Regions from separate parts of the Zea mays genome. Here regions 2 and 3 are each linked to region 1. A link is a contact called in public Hi-C data. All regions are on one chromosome and are shown on one strand. The core of a region is the stretch at or near the end of the contact, and the rest is flanking DNA. Distances in the headings are between cores, read along the strand shown. Region 1 holds the start of LOC103648178 (SKP1-like protein 1). Region 2 holds the start of LOC100275341 (cell number regulator 13-like). Region 3 holds the start of LOC100191865 (putative RING zinc finger domain superfamily protein).

What was found. Hi-C and Micro-C count contacts between places; a contact is called where the count stands out from the background.
Region 2: a Hi-C map of ear shows a contact between it and region 1, with 2.7 times the contacts expected there. The contact joins the promoter of LOC100275341 here to the promoter of LOC103648178 in region 1. A contact is called at or near these places in 2 of 25 Hi-C or Micro-C datasets (ear and tassel).
Region 3: a Hi-C map of ear shows a contact between it and region 1, with 2.0 times the contacts expected there. The contact joins the promoter of LOC100191865 here to the promoter of LOC103648178 in region 1. A contact is called at or near these places in 2 of 25 Hi-C or Micro-C datasets (ear and tassel).

Annotation. Positions count from the first base shown.
Region 1 is chr2:236,338,587-236,343,497 of Zm-B73-REFERENCE-NAM-5.0, reverse strand. LOC103648178 (SKP1-like protein 1) reads left to right here and starts at 2,542. Exons shown (of 1, transcript XM_008672664.3): 1 at 2,542-3,289. The coding sequence starts at 2,631. The coding sequence ends at 3,209.
Region 2 is chr2:237,253,947-237,258,857 of Zm-B73-REFERENCE-NAM-5.0, reverse strand. LOC100275341 (cell number regulator 13-like) reads left to right here and starts at 2,607. Exons shown (of 2, transcript XM_034059691.1): 1 at 2,607-3,166. The coding sequence starts at 2,750.
Region 3 is chr2:235,463,550-235,468,460 of Zm-B73-REFERENCE-NAM-5.0, reverse strand. It overlaps LOC100191865 (putative RING zinc finger domain superfamily protein), which reads right to left and starts at 2,981. Exons shown (of 1, transcript NM_001137289.1): 1 at 1,405-2,981. The coding sequence starts at 2,896. The coding sequence ends at 1,724. It overlaps TRNAA-AGC (transfer RNA alanine (anticodon AGC)), which reads right to left and starts at 4,146; the gene lies at 4,074-4,146. It overlaps LOC100284345 (sec12-like protein 2), which reads left to right. Exons shown (of 10, transcript NM_001157240.2): 10 at 1-365. The coding sequence ends at 31.

The DNA.
Region 1 (4,911 bases), core at 1,293-3,792:
ACAATAAAAGCGTACGGGAGAAGAAGAAGAAATAATTTTATCCAACGCTTACACTTCAAGGGAGGTTGGACAACGTCGCACGAGGGTAAGGCCAACATTGCTAAATCTCTTTTTAGCACATTGGTGGGGAAGACAGAAATGAGGCAAAATGATCCAAACTAGGATGCCTTGAACCTGCAAAGTTTCGACCTCGTCAATCTGGACACACCATTTACTTGAGTATGAAATTCTGCAGGCTATTGGGCAAACACCCACAGATAAGGCACCAGGGCCTAATGGTTTCGTGGGTGTTTTTTATAAATCTTGCAGGCCCATCATCAAGAATGACCTAACAGCGGTCATGCACATTCTACATGCTCAGAGATTTCAAAACTTTGACATACTCAATGAGGCTAACATCATCTTGTTTCCAAAGAAGGAGGGTATTGAAAAAAATGAGGACTTTAAACCCATTAGCCTAATAAATAGTGTCACTAAGATTTTTATGAAGCTACCATCACTTAGGCTGGCCCCAGTAATGGCGAACATCATATCCAACTGCCAAAGCGCCTTCATCAAGGGTAGAAACATCCATGATAACTTCCTATACGTTCACAGTATGGCAAGAAAATTCCATCAAAACATATCTCCAATGCTTCTTATCAAGCTAGATATCTCAAAAGCTTTCGACTCTATCAGATGGAACTACCTTTTAACTCGATTTGGCTTCCCTACCAGGTGGAGAAACTGGATCGCTTCAGTGCTAGACACATCCTCGTCTCCAGTGTTACTCAATGGGATCCAGGACAATCATTCTAATATGGAAGGGGGCTGAGGCAAGGTGACCCCTCATCGCCACTGCTCTTTGTCTTAGCAATGGAGTCATTGTAAAAACTGCTCAGCTTAGCGACTCAAGCCAAAATTCTATCATAGATCTCCAACAACACATCACGGCATTGTATCTCAATGTACGTAGATGACACAGTCATCTTCATCAAACCCAGCAAATGTGAGTTAGATGCCCTGACCTACATTCTATGGGGCTTCGAACATGCGTTTGGTGTACGAATGAATATCTAGAAATCGTCCCTCCTGGTAATTAGATGCGATCACGAGAACCTCAATGAAACTATTGCAGCTTTCCTATGGCTAGAGCGCACTTCCCAATCAAATACCTCGGCATCCCCTTGATCGTATCTAGATTGCCAAAAGTGGATTTCAATACTTACTAGACAAGGTGCAAAGCAGGATGGCAACATGGAAAGGGTGCAACATCACTCATGCTAGAAGGATTATACTAACTAAGGTGGTTTTGTCCTTGTAGCTAACTAACACACTTACCAAATAATGTGCTAAAGGACATAGACAAGATAAGAAGAATGTTCCTTTGGGTCAGACGAGAAAACTTAACGGGAGGGAAATGCAGAGTCAACTGGCCAACAGTGACACATCCAATTAACCTTGGTGTCCTAGGAGTGCAAGATTCTAAAAGCTTTGCTAGAGCATTGTGGTTACGTTGGTTTTGGCTAGAATGGGCAAAGCCAGACGCTTCATGGGCTGGGCTACAAACACCTTGCGCCGAGACTGACTGACTACTGTTTGCAGAATAAAAATAATAAAAAATGGTGATGGAGCAAAAACTTCCTTATGGTAGATCGCATGGGCCCACGGTCGACGCCCAAAAGACATAGCGCCCAACGTCTTCACGGCATCCGGCAAACTAAAACTGTCGATCAAGGAAGCACTAGTTTACCATGGATGTGGGTGAGAAGTATAAACTTGCAAGAGATCTCCATAGTCAACCACTTGAGTTAATTCGTCGAGCTATGGACAATCGTACAATTAGTGGACCTTATGCACAACAAGGAAGATGCGATAACATGGGCCTTCACTTAAGCAGAATCCTACTCAACAACATCAGCCTATAGAGCACAGTTCATGGGACACTCTGGAATACACTTCAAGGCGCTTATCTAGAAACATTGGGCACCTTCGAAATGCATGCTCTTTGCCTGGCTAATCATTTGAAACTAGGTCTGGACATCAGGTAGACTGCAAACCCACGGGTGGGCGCACAATCCCTGTTGTGCCCTATACGGGCTAGTTCAGTTATTTTCAATCCATATGGATCGGGGGGATTGATACGGATTGGAGGAGATTTTGACTTACTAGGGATTAAAACCCATCAATCTCCCTCAATCCATATATATTGGGGTAGAACCGAACAAGCCCTACAGGAGTATGACAGAGACCGCCCAACACCTCATTGTCCTTTCCATTTTTTATGTTGTGTTCTACGAACATAAAAAATGTTTATCCGGATGCAGTGCTCGCGCCGTCCTTTCCATTTGGTTCGGGTGAAAGACCGAGGAAGGCGAGAGCAAGAAGATCGTGATGACAACCTGGTCCCACATGACCGTGGCCAAGCGCTAGTGTACGTGAGGCCCACATGGAGGTGGCAGCAACACTCGAGCGTGGGCCCACATGGAAGTTGGGCCGAGTCCGAACTCCGAAGTAGGATACGTCTGCTCCTGGACTTTAAAAAGGAGAGGTGGTCGGCCTTCCGTTCGTCATCCTGTCGCGCGCCGCACGTAGTTAGCGAGGATTTCGACCTGTCGTCAAGTCCAGTCGCAAGCATTCAGTCAACACCAATGGCTGAGAAGAAGATGCTTACGCTGAGGACCTCCGACTGCGAGGAGTTCGAGGTGGAGCAGGCGGTGTTGATGAAGTCAGAGATCATTCGCTTCATGATCGAGGACGACTGCGCCGACAACGTCATCCCGCTCCCCAACGTGAATTCCAAGACTCTCGCCCTGGTCATCGAGTACTGCAACAAGCACGTCCACGCCGACGCCGCGGAGACCACCAGCGCCTCATCAGCTGGGGGCGGCGGCGAGGTCGACCTCAAGAAGTGGGACGCGGAGTTCGTCAAGGTCGCGCCGGCGACGCTCTTCGACCTCATCATGGCTGCCAACTATCTCGACATCAAGGGGTTGCAGGGCCTGACCTGCCGGGCGGTGGTCGACATGATCCAGGGCAAGTCACCGGAGGAGATCCGCAAGACCTTCAACATCAAGAACGACTTAACCAAAGAGGAGGAGGAGGCGATCCGCAGTGAGAACTCCTGGGCCTTCGACCCGCTCCCCGTCCGTAGTAGTAGACCGCGGTGGTTACTGTTAGCTTTGATCTCGATTGCTAGTTTGCTCGTCTGCAGTTATCTTCTGATCTGATAATACATTAATAAGTAGTTCTGCTGATATATATTCATTACGTTTGGTAGGCTTTTCTACTAGAATCATTCATAGTTGATTTATTCATTACGTTTGTAACCTTCTATATATAATATATATATATATATATATATATATATATATATATATATATATATATATATATATATATATATATATATATATATATATATATATATATATATATACACAAATATAACCAAATGCTCCCAATTAGGAGTTGAAAACTCTGTACAACTAAAAAGCAGTAAAAAATTTTGTGCACCGGCTTCGTCTGTCTGCCCACACTACCGGAAGATTGTCCAGCCGTCTTCGACCTGTTCCTTCTGGAGTCTGATCAGCATGTCCCGCAGATCCTGACCGCAATGTTGTTCCCTTAAGTACTTCATAATGAATTCAGAATCCTCAGGAGCCAGGACGTTTTTACCACCAAGCAGGATCTAGATTTCATAATCTCTTCCTAATAAACATGACTGCAAGATCACATTAGAATCGATATAACAGCATTATGTCAACAAAAGAAATCAATATCTTATTAGCTTGTTGTGGAGATGAGCCACCAAACCACAGATAAGGAATTACTGTCAAGAACATGAATGAGTTAGTAACTAAATGAAGTTTTTCTCAACCCAGAGATTGGAAATCTGAAAATAAGACATACATATGTTTTTTCTTCTGGTTGGACAACCATCAAAACAATAGCACTGAGCGACAAAGAGGAAAACAAAACATGTTAATTGACACCTACACTTTCTAGAAATTCTAAATAATATAGCTCATGCTGCATAGAAAAGCCCTGACCTGTCATTGTTATACTCAGCCCATGCTCTGCCCAGTGCTTCAGGAAATTGAGTGGCTGCCCAATTCTATGGAATCCTTTTAGGATTTAGGCCTAATACTTTTCCATACTGGTTGAGTAATGTCCTGCAGTACCAAAGTAATATTACATATCAGTTTAAACATACATAATACCGAAACAAGGAAATCCGACTAGTACTACAAAATAGTAAATTGTGAATGTGTCCCTGACTAATTTTGTTTCCACAATCATGGGACAAGCAACATGAACTCATTAATCATCACATCTGTGTATTTCTAAAATGCCACACCATTACATGTTACAGTTAGAGACCCTGAAACTCTAATATGAAAAAAAAAAACTCATGGTTCATGGTTGTAAGGATAAGCTGAAGCTTCCGAAAAACCAAAGTCTGGACTCTGGAACTCAAATATAGGTAATGTTTACGTAAACACAATAGTTCTGTTAATCACGAAGTCTGACTCAGTAAAGGTATTCATCACATATTTTCTTATAAGCTCTAGGGAGAACTAAACTATTCAGCAAGTCTTTCATTTACAACTGTATCACCATAAAAAATGCACAATTGTTTCTTTAAAATATCTTGTCATTCATCATAGTGAGCAGACCTGTTATGGTCAAAAGAGATTACCAGAAAATAAAAAACTCATCAGAAGTAAAGGAACATGAAAATTCTGCCATGAGAGGAAGAATTGATAGTAAATTGACCTGTGAAGTTTTTTTTTTGAAAATGTACTGCTGTGGTAGATATTTGACCTGTGAAGTTCACTGACAAGGGAGCCAAGGCCAGGAAATGATGATGAGGTAGTCAATTTGAAGTACTGAACTGGTTTCAGAATCTAGCATATACTCCGATCGGTT
Region 2 (4,911 bases), core at 1,358-3,857, 920 kb before region 1:
TACAGATCGTAGGAGACTTACAATGAGATAACTATCTTTCGTGGCTTACAATTATATTTATAGAAGTGAACCTAAACTGAGTAGGGAACAATCCGTAAAAATGAGGTAACTACGCTTTTTCGCTCGCCAACTTGGCCACCTTCTTTATAATTTGGATCACAAACTCTACCCTGAGACAAATTCCTTGTAGCATCGTAATAACAAACTCCACCTCAAACAATGCATTATCATCTTGCCGGCGCCAATAGCCACTAGGGCCTAATTTGTAATACCAACTAAGCTTTAGCATAGCTCAAACTTAGCAATAGTAACATGCTTCGTCATCAGCAGGATTATCATGAGTACTGATCTTGCATGCCTTCACCAAACTTTTCTTAATGATATTACGAACGAAGTGATAACGAATATCAATATGCTTGGATTTCTCAGTAATCATCTCATCTGTGGTGAGATAAATAGCACTCCGACTACCACAATGAATGGTAATGCAAGACTTAATTTCACATAACTCCGAATATATATCTTTCAATCATAAGGCTTCCTTAGTAACTTCTGTAATCACCATATACTCAGCTTATGTGGTAGACAATGCAACAATATCCTGTAAACGAGTTTTCCAACTCACATCACAATCTCCAACAGTTAAAGACATAACCTTAAAGTAATCTCCTCCTGTCTAAACCACCACCATAATCTGAATCAATGTAGCCAACCAGACCATCTCCACATAAACAGGCACTAGAAGAACCACGTGGATATCTGAAAATCCACGGAACAACTTTCCAATGCTCTTTACCAGGATTAGACATATATTTAGCAACAACGCTCATAACATGAGACAAGTCAGGATGAGAGCAAATTATAACATGCATGAGTGAACCAACAGCACTAGAGTATGAAACTTTTGACATATACTCAAGATCAGAATCAGTTTCTACGCTCCGTCCAAGCCTTCCGGCGACAGGCCTCTGTTTCGCTCGCCAACTTGGACACCTTCTTCAGAATTTGGATCACAGACTCAACAGACGATCCTACTTGGATTGTCTCCAGCAAATCGTGTATATGGTTATAGTAAAATACTAGACTAAATTGAAGTTTAAAATGTAAGATAAGATAGATATACCTTTGGAGACTTCAAGTTCGAGCGCAGTTTGCGCCTCCCATTTTTTTTAGCCCGCACTACCTTCCGGCCTACTATTTATGGGCCTAGTAGGCTAACTCTGTGGCGCAAGTTGCTCGTCGAAATGCTCGGAAGCTGGCCCGCGAAGCGATCGGCGTCGGCACGGCGACCGGAGGGCTGGGGCTGACCGGCTGAGCGGGACGTGTTTGTTCAAAACTTCAAAGGGAACGTATCTGGTGCTCAAAGGGGTACCGTGCTCATGTGCACATTTTAAATCTGGTGCATCCATCTTACATTCAACGGCACCGGCTAATTTTACGAAGAACCCCTTCCACCAGGGGACGAAGGTGGAAGGGGTGCTTCACAAAATTGGTGCTGCTGTTAGATGTAAGATGGATGCACCAGATTTAAAATGTGCACATGAGCACGGTACCCCTTTGAGCACCAGATACGTTCCCTTATACTGGTTCCAAAAGGGTCACCATAGTAGTAGAAGTCTTGCCCATGTGGGACCCCTTGTGGTTGTCGACAACTGCTGCTACGCGTATGACCATTCTACCTACCTCTGTCCATGGCTCATGTACGCGCTAACATTATCGCTTCTCTTTGTATTTCACAGGGCTAGCCCACCATTAGAGGATGCTTGTTACCATCGGGAACGTATCTAGTGCTCAAAGGGGTACCGTGCTCATGTGCACATTTTAAATCTGGTGCATCCATCTTACATCTAACAGCAGCACCAATTTTGTGAAGCACCCCTTCCACCTTCGTCCCCTGGTGGAAGGGGTTCTTCGTAAAATTAGCCGGTGCCGTTGAATGTAAGATGGATGCACCAGATTTAAAATGTGCACATGAGCACGGTACCCCTTTGAGCACCAGATACGTTCCCCCAGTATAAACCATGGATAGGTTAGTAGTGGGAGTGCAAGTGATACGGCACTCGTTGGCTCATCAATGATGGTGGAACTACCTGAATATCTTACGGGGAATGAAATGCAATTCGGATGTTTGGTACCTGAGAGACCTTGTCTTTGATCCTCTTACATGTTGGACGGTTCTAGCCTTTGACCCTTCCTCCGTAAAGTGTCCTTTGTGAACCAAGGCTGCGTGGCATTTCCACGAACACCTTGTGCTCTCCTGCACGCACACGGATGGCCGGGGTGAACACCGCCGGACCCGCCCACAAAACCTTCAGGGCGAGAGAGTTGAGGATAGAGGAACGCCATGCCAGATTGTTCAGCTGCTGACAGAAAAAAAATCCCCTCTTTTCTCGATTTCGGACGAGAGCGAGCTCCGCGGCGACTGCTTGAGGAGTCAACGCCTGAGTCCTGACCTTGACAGCAGATGCCGTCCCCTGGTGGAAGGGGTTCTTCGTAAAATTAGCCGGTGCCGTTGAATGTAAGATGGATGCACCAGATTTAAAATGTGCACATGAGCACGGTACCCCTTTGAGCACCAGATACGTTCCCGTTACCATCTACCTTGCTTCCTAAGAGCTTGTTTCATCCACCTAGATGGCTGGAGCTTGTTTGCGAAAGATTGTTCTTGTTCTATTTGGATGAAACCTCTGGTATCAGAAGCAATCCGGTTACCACTTGTACTGCAAGCAAGCAGTGAAGCAGAGAGAAAATGGACATCGCGAAGCTCGCAGGGGTTGATGCCGTCAAGCTTGTCGTGATGATTGTGCGGGCAGCTCAGACTGTTCGCCGTAACAAGAAGACCTGCCGGCAGCTTGTCCACCATGTGCAGATAATCGGTGACCTCCTGGAAAAGCTGCAGACTCCAGCGATGATGCAACATCCAGAGACTAGGAATGGTCTCAACGATCTCGAAGAGATTCTTCGTGAGGTGTACATGTTTGTCACATCCTGCCAAAACAACAAATACCTGTACCACCTCTTCACAGGGAAGAAGCAAGCAGATCAGCTCCGTATTCTGCAGAAGAGGATGAACTCGTGTCTCCAAGTTTTCCCACTCATCAGCCACATCGACACCATAGATCGCTTGGACAAAATTTTAGAAATCATACAGCCTCCACGTTCACAGGTAATATTAATCGGTAAGATATAAAGTAACTTGTTCCGTGAAGGTCATGTGTTGAAAATAACTATGGGGCATCTCTAAATTGGTAAGGCTTAATAAGAAATAAGCATTGTAAACTGGTTGTGTGCAAGCATTGTGACAATGAAAGCTCCTTGAAGCTGTTTTCTTCCATTATTGAAACCTGAATCTGCTGAACCTAATTGGCTTCATAATTCCTGTTCATCCCTAAAAAACCACTGGTCTTTATTATTTCTAGATAAGAGCGAATATAAGAAACAAAGTGCTCTTGGGGTAATGCAAAAAATTGTATAAATATGGCATGAACACCTTTACATGGTAATTCTCTCATATTTGTAGACTTTCTATGAAGCATCATGTGAAAGGGTCTCTAGTTGAGTTGGCTAGATGGTCTAAGTCTCGGGTCCTGAGTTCCACTCCTCGTGGGAGCGAATTTTAGGCCGAGGTTAAAAAAACTCTTCTCTTTGTGCAATGCCCAGGGCTATCTTACCCTCGTAGGTCGATTATTTCCTATGAAACGTCATGCAATAGTCTAGTATGATTTGACTTATCCATGTCACAAATTGATTTATTTTGAGAAACACCTTCTTTCCAGATTTTTTGTGCTCAGACACCTATTTTGTTATTTCAGGCTGTAAAAGATGTGCCAAGACTGCTTACAGGTTGCTCATCCTGCGACACCAGGTTACAATGTGCAATTATTTTGTTTTTTAAATATGACATACATCCATTTTTTTGCACATTTCTATAAACATTATGGAAGACTGGCACACAGCTAGATTTCTTGAAACCCATTTCGATTCAATCAATTCTGTAAAAAATATTATTTGGAATAAAGTGATTGTTAACTTAATACTAGGGAAAAGTAAGCTCTTGGTAATTTATGTCCCTCTTCATTCTTCTTAAAAAATTCGGTCGGGGAGGGAAAGACCGCCCTCCCGGTATTATATTAAGAAGAGACCGAAACATGGTTCCGGTCACTGGCCCGCGGGCCGTCACCGCCCACTCTGCAACGGCCTAGCCGGAGGGTGGCACACGAGACGTAACGCGGGAGCGGACGGGGCACAACGATGAGATTTTTTTAAACCAAGTCCTACTACAAGAATCAAGTCTGTCTACATGTGGTTTTGAATTTTGTTAAGAAGTTCTCTACTTTAGAGAGATAGTTTGGTGAAAAGTCTTGTACACAATATAGAATTTTTAGCCTTTTTTAAACTGACATGTAAGGTACAAGGATAACATTTTTAATTCTTAGATAGCATAATTGAATTCACTCACCATGTGGCAGGACTGAAGTGTATAGTGAAGTTAAAAGGTGCTCCCTCCAAGTGAATTGCGCAGGTATGGTCAGTTAAATAGGAAAAAGGTGATCAGAAACTACATCGGTATGGTTGTGGAAAATAGTAGAGTTTTGGAATGCCTAGATTGATTTTAGGACCTCAAAGGTCTTTCTTCTGTCATAACAGATGCATTCAAGTTCAGTTTGTCCCAGTTGGTTGGTGCTACAAATAACTTCTCTGACAGGAATCTAATTGGCAAAGGTAGCTTTGGCTGCATTTACAAGGTAGACATCCCCCCCCCCCCCAAACACACACCAAAACAGGGTAAAATAAATGGCACCCTAGAATGCGTTGAACAAACTCTCATTAAATTCTGACCAAAGGTTATAGGTAGAATTTGCAATTTGGATACATCTAAATAGCATGGCTACATTTTTCAGAAGAATTTCT
Region 3 (4,911 bases), core at 1,732-4,231, 880 kb after region 1:
AGAAGACATTCTGGCGATGTTGCCGCGTTGAGATAGATTTCTGTTGAGCCCCACCGCTCCCCTGACTGATCTACTCTACTGGACATATTAGTAGTGTTGCTTCAGAGATTGGACAAGTTTTGGACTTAGGTCAACTTCATTATTTTCTCAAGGATACAACAATACAGCAAAAGGTGTTGAGCCCTTTCATGTTTGTAGTAGAAAGGGTCATGTACTCAGGTTGTCCAAGTTTTGTAAGTTGATGATGGCCGCAAGTGATAGTCATCTGTGTTTATGTTTAATCATGCCGCACTTGTGAGTTGCAAGGAGATCGTCCCAAGAGTCCAATACAGTGAGTTGCAAGGAGAACAATCTGTGTTTGGATGACCTTTTTTTTGCGTTGGAACTTGCAAATGTCTTGTTGCCCTTGCTAGGTTTGCTGAACTCAATGGTGTCATCTTTGGTTACTATCCCCAAGACCAATACTGCGCGTGTACTCAGCAGTGAAGTGCACTACAGTCAGACGAACCTTCTGAGTTCTGAGTGTCAAAAGGGTCAAAGGCGTGAGGTGTGTTGTGTTGTGTGCATGACCTTAATCCTCAATGAACCTAAAAGAATCGTGAGAGGTACACCGCACACCTAACTTTTTACATATTGTGTTGCGTTGGAAGGTGATTGCCTGCCCATCCCAGAAGGAAGAAGCTTCACCCACAGGCCACAGCGAGCCAGCCATCAGCAGCACAGGCACACACTGCCAGCATCCACATCTCATTTGATGACCAACAGCGACGCAGAACAGCCGTCCGGTCCAAGCAATTGATGCACACTGCCTCGACAGGCGACTGGGCAGAACTACCCTGCCTACTTCAACCTCACACCATTAGCGTTGGAATTTTTAAATGAGGTGTTAGTGCCCTGACAGAGACATGGCAATGCAGGTGAGACGGCCTGTCAGATGGAACTTTGTCCATAATCCTAACCTCTAGACATACCAGGTTTAGTGGGTGTTTGGCACTGCTCTAGACTCTAGGTTTCAGCTTCATCGTGAAGCTGTGATGTATAATATAAATTTAAATTGCTTTAAAAATTATTAATCTAAATACAAAATAAAATTGCTTATCTAAGCTTCTTCTAACTGTATATAACTTCAGCTTAACGATCTTCTGAAGCTCTTCATCGACCTCACCAAATTTTGAAGCTCAAGTAATAGTAAACAGGGCCTTAAAAGGCCATGTTTGATACAGAGAAACTAGATAGGAGTGAAACAAATCTGAGCAACATATAACTTCAGATCATTCATGTACCCATAACGAACATGAGTGATCTCTTAGGCTATGTCGATTGGAGAGGATTAAATACCTTCCTATTCAATTTTGAATAGCCCCTCCAATTCCCTTCGTTCCGCTCCAAAACGAACATGCCCTTACACGTATCTTACACATGTATTCGTGCTGTAAATTTCGCATACAAAACTACTTCCGTCAAGGATTCTTTCTTACTTACAATTCCTGACGCTCCGCAGTGCATGCACAGGCTCACGAGTTATTTACTTGTTACTGCTGACGAAGCGATTATACAAGAAACATGGAAAAGATATCATTTTTTACCTTCTCATGTCTCGTGCCCGGCACACACAAAAACTTGGCAAACCAACACCAACCTTCACTCCTCCAAGCTCCCAGCTCCCAAAGCTGCAAGTTTCACCAGACCACCGATGGCCTCGTCGTCGGCCTCAGTCGGTTCGCTATGACGTCTCGTCGGCGCTGACGCCGGGCGCCGACGGCCCCGGCCTTGGCGGCAAGCGCTGGCAGGTAGCGGCGCCGAACGAGGCGGACCGGTGTACCCCGACCCCGGCCATCTCCAGCGCGTCCGAGAGCTTGAGGAGCCGCCTGATCTTGCCGAGCCCCGTCACGTCGTCCTCGCCGTCGCGGAAGCTGCTCGACGCCGGCGCACGCAGCGGGACGTCCGGCCACGCCCGCCGCGGCAGCGCCGCCATGGACGACGCGGCCCGCCTGACGGCCCGGTCAGGAAAGCCGCCGCCGCGCGCGGGGTCCTGTGTTTGAACGCCACCGATGACGGCGCCAGCAGCAGGGTTACCCTCTTCCCGGCGCCCGGACGTTCCCGGTGCGGGGTTGGGGTTAGCGGCGGCGGCGGCGACCTGCACGGGCGCGCGGCAGAGCGGGCAGTTGACGTGGGCGCGGAGCCAGGTGTCGATGCAGGCGCGGTGGAAGGCGTGGGCGCAGCGCGGCAGCAGGCGCAGCGTCTCGCCGTGGCGGAACTCCGCGAGGCACACCGCGCAGCTGCCGCCGCCGTCGGAGCTGGCGCCGGCGCCGCGCTTCTTGGCGTCGTACACGACCGCGGCGATCGCCGAGATGGCGCGCTCGTCGAGGCCCTTGGTGCGTATGTACCACACGTGGTGCACGCCGCCGCCGGCGGCCTCCTCGTCCTCCCCCTCGCCGGCCTGCTGCGCCACCGCGCCAGCCAGAACCTGGCCCCCTCCCGTCTCGGCGTGGTGGGCCAGCGGCGCGCCTTGCGCCCGCCGCCGCCGCGCGACCAGGCAGTGGACGAGCAGCGCGAGCAGGAGGACCGCGGACACGGTGAGGAGCGACGCCGAGAGCGCGACGAGCGGGGTCGGGAGCCGGCTCGAGCGGAGGCGCACGGTGGCCCCAGGGGACGGCGGAGGCGGCGGCTGGCACTGGGGCAAGTAGGCGCACGGGCCGGAGCAGCCGTCGCCGCAGAAGAGGAGCGGAGGGGACGTGGCGACGCCGCCGCCGGGGTCCCCGTCCCGCTGAGGCAGCGGCCCAATCGGCCTGGGCCTCTTGGTGGGCTTGGGCTTAGGCGGCTTCGGCTCTGGCTTTCGCCGCGGCAGCGGCTTCTCCTCCTCCTCCTCCTCCGGCAGCGGCAGCGGCGGCGGCATGGAACGGATCGCCTTGACGCGTGCCCTGCCGTGCCGTGTGAGACTCGACGCGGTGTGTGTGTGTGGTCGCGCTACTCGACTCGGCCTCGCCTTGTGTTGTTGTTGTTCGATGTGAATGCGGTGGTGATGTGGTGGAAGGGTGACCTGTGAGATTTGTCATGGAAGTCTGTCCATGTAAAAAAGATGAAAATGATTTTGACGGAGATTATGACACTACTGGACTACTATACGCATGAGTGGTTTAAAATAAAAGCCAGGAGTTAGAAAGCAGCTTTCATGGAATATCTTGCTCAGTTGACAGTGGGGACTGGGGTCAGGTCAGTGCTTTTTTAAGCACGATTTCTTTTGCATTATTTATCCCGGGACAAGACGAGCAAGGTTAATGATATAGATTATAGTAGGCTTTTTATAATATAATACTGTCATGCCACATGTTACCAACTAAAAAAATCAGTAATATAATAACTAGCTCACGATACAAATGGTACGTTTAATACTTGGTCTCTCTGTTCCTCTTATAAATTATTTAAAGCTAGTTTAGAAATCTCATTACACCAAATTTTCATTTTTCTAAGAAAAAAATAGTTTATTTTTCCTTTGGAAATATAAATCGCTCGGTAAAATGGAGCTCTCAAACTAGTCGTGTAAGAGTAGTTTTGTGAGCGGTCTTTTTTAGCTGGCTACTAGCGAGCAGGCTTATTCTCTCTAATTCTCTCCTTTTTTTTATATATAGTTTACTATGAATTTGATGTGATATGTATAGCAAAAACAGAGTAGCTTGCGGGTTAGCAGAAGCAGGATATTAAGTGATGGGGTGGTGGAACAAATCCCATTTTAAATAGGAACGGGCAACGGCAGCAGCAGCAGTAGATATATTGTTGTGGTTGGGTGTTTGTTGGCCGTTGGCACAAACAAGGTAGATTTATGGCCGATTGACCATGCTCTGCCTGGGACGAGTGGCCCACCCGCACTCGCGCGACGCGTCCCGCTACCGGCCCCACGTGCCCATGCGCTGTGTCTGTGCCGGCGGCCTGACGGGTGGGACTCCTGTACTAGGTGGGGCTGCCTCTGTGGGCCGTTTTAGGGAGAACGATAACAAAAGCTCTTGGGCCGGGTTCTGGTAACGAACGCCCATATGTACAATGGTAATGCCACGAAGCCCAAAACAAAAAAAAAATGGAGATGCGGGGTATCGATCCCCGTACCTCTCGCATGCTAAGCGAGCGTTCTACCATCTGAACTACATCCCCATTTACGTTACGTTGGAAACTGAGTTAGATAATAAAGAGATACATGGAAAGCCGACGGCGGGATACCATTGCGACCTGCGGAGCTGTGGCTGCCGCTCGACGCTTGCGAGTTGCGTTTCCATCGCCAGTCCCCATCCAATACCTGGGAAGAGAGATCGGCGAGTTGCGTCGCCAATTACGTCTTTCCCTGTATCTCTACTATACTTTACTAGTTTCAAGGGTCGTACTACGTCATTTTTTACATAAAGACTCTACATTTCTTTCAAATCAACTCAATATAAAATGTTAAAAAGCGGTGTAAAAGATAGGGTTTGAACCCGCATTCCCACTGGACGAAGCTGTCTAACCAATAGAACATCATGCTTATGTGTTTATAATATCGAATATAAATTATATATATATATATATATCATTTTTTGTAAAATAAAAAAATCGTGTCGGGTTGGGCCAGCACGCCGCTCGTGCCGGGTTGGCCCAAACACTATTAAATGGGTCGTGCCTCGGGCCGGCTCGCGAGACACGACTCATTTGGTCATCTATACCTTCGCACGATAATGATGGTCCTCGTCTCAGTTACCACCACCTTATTCGTCATTCTACTTCTTTTATCTCTCCCCTCATGCATCCACCTCCGCGCCACCCTATTCTCGGCAGAGAGGCGTAGGAGCATGCACCTCTTCCTCGTATTCGTCCAACACCATCCTCGACACCGACTCGCGCAATGGCTATTGAATATCCACGAGGACGTTTCACATCATGCGCGCA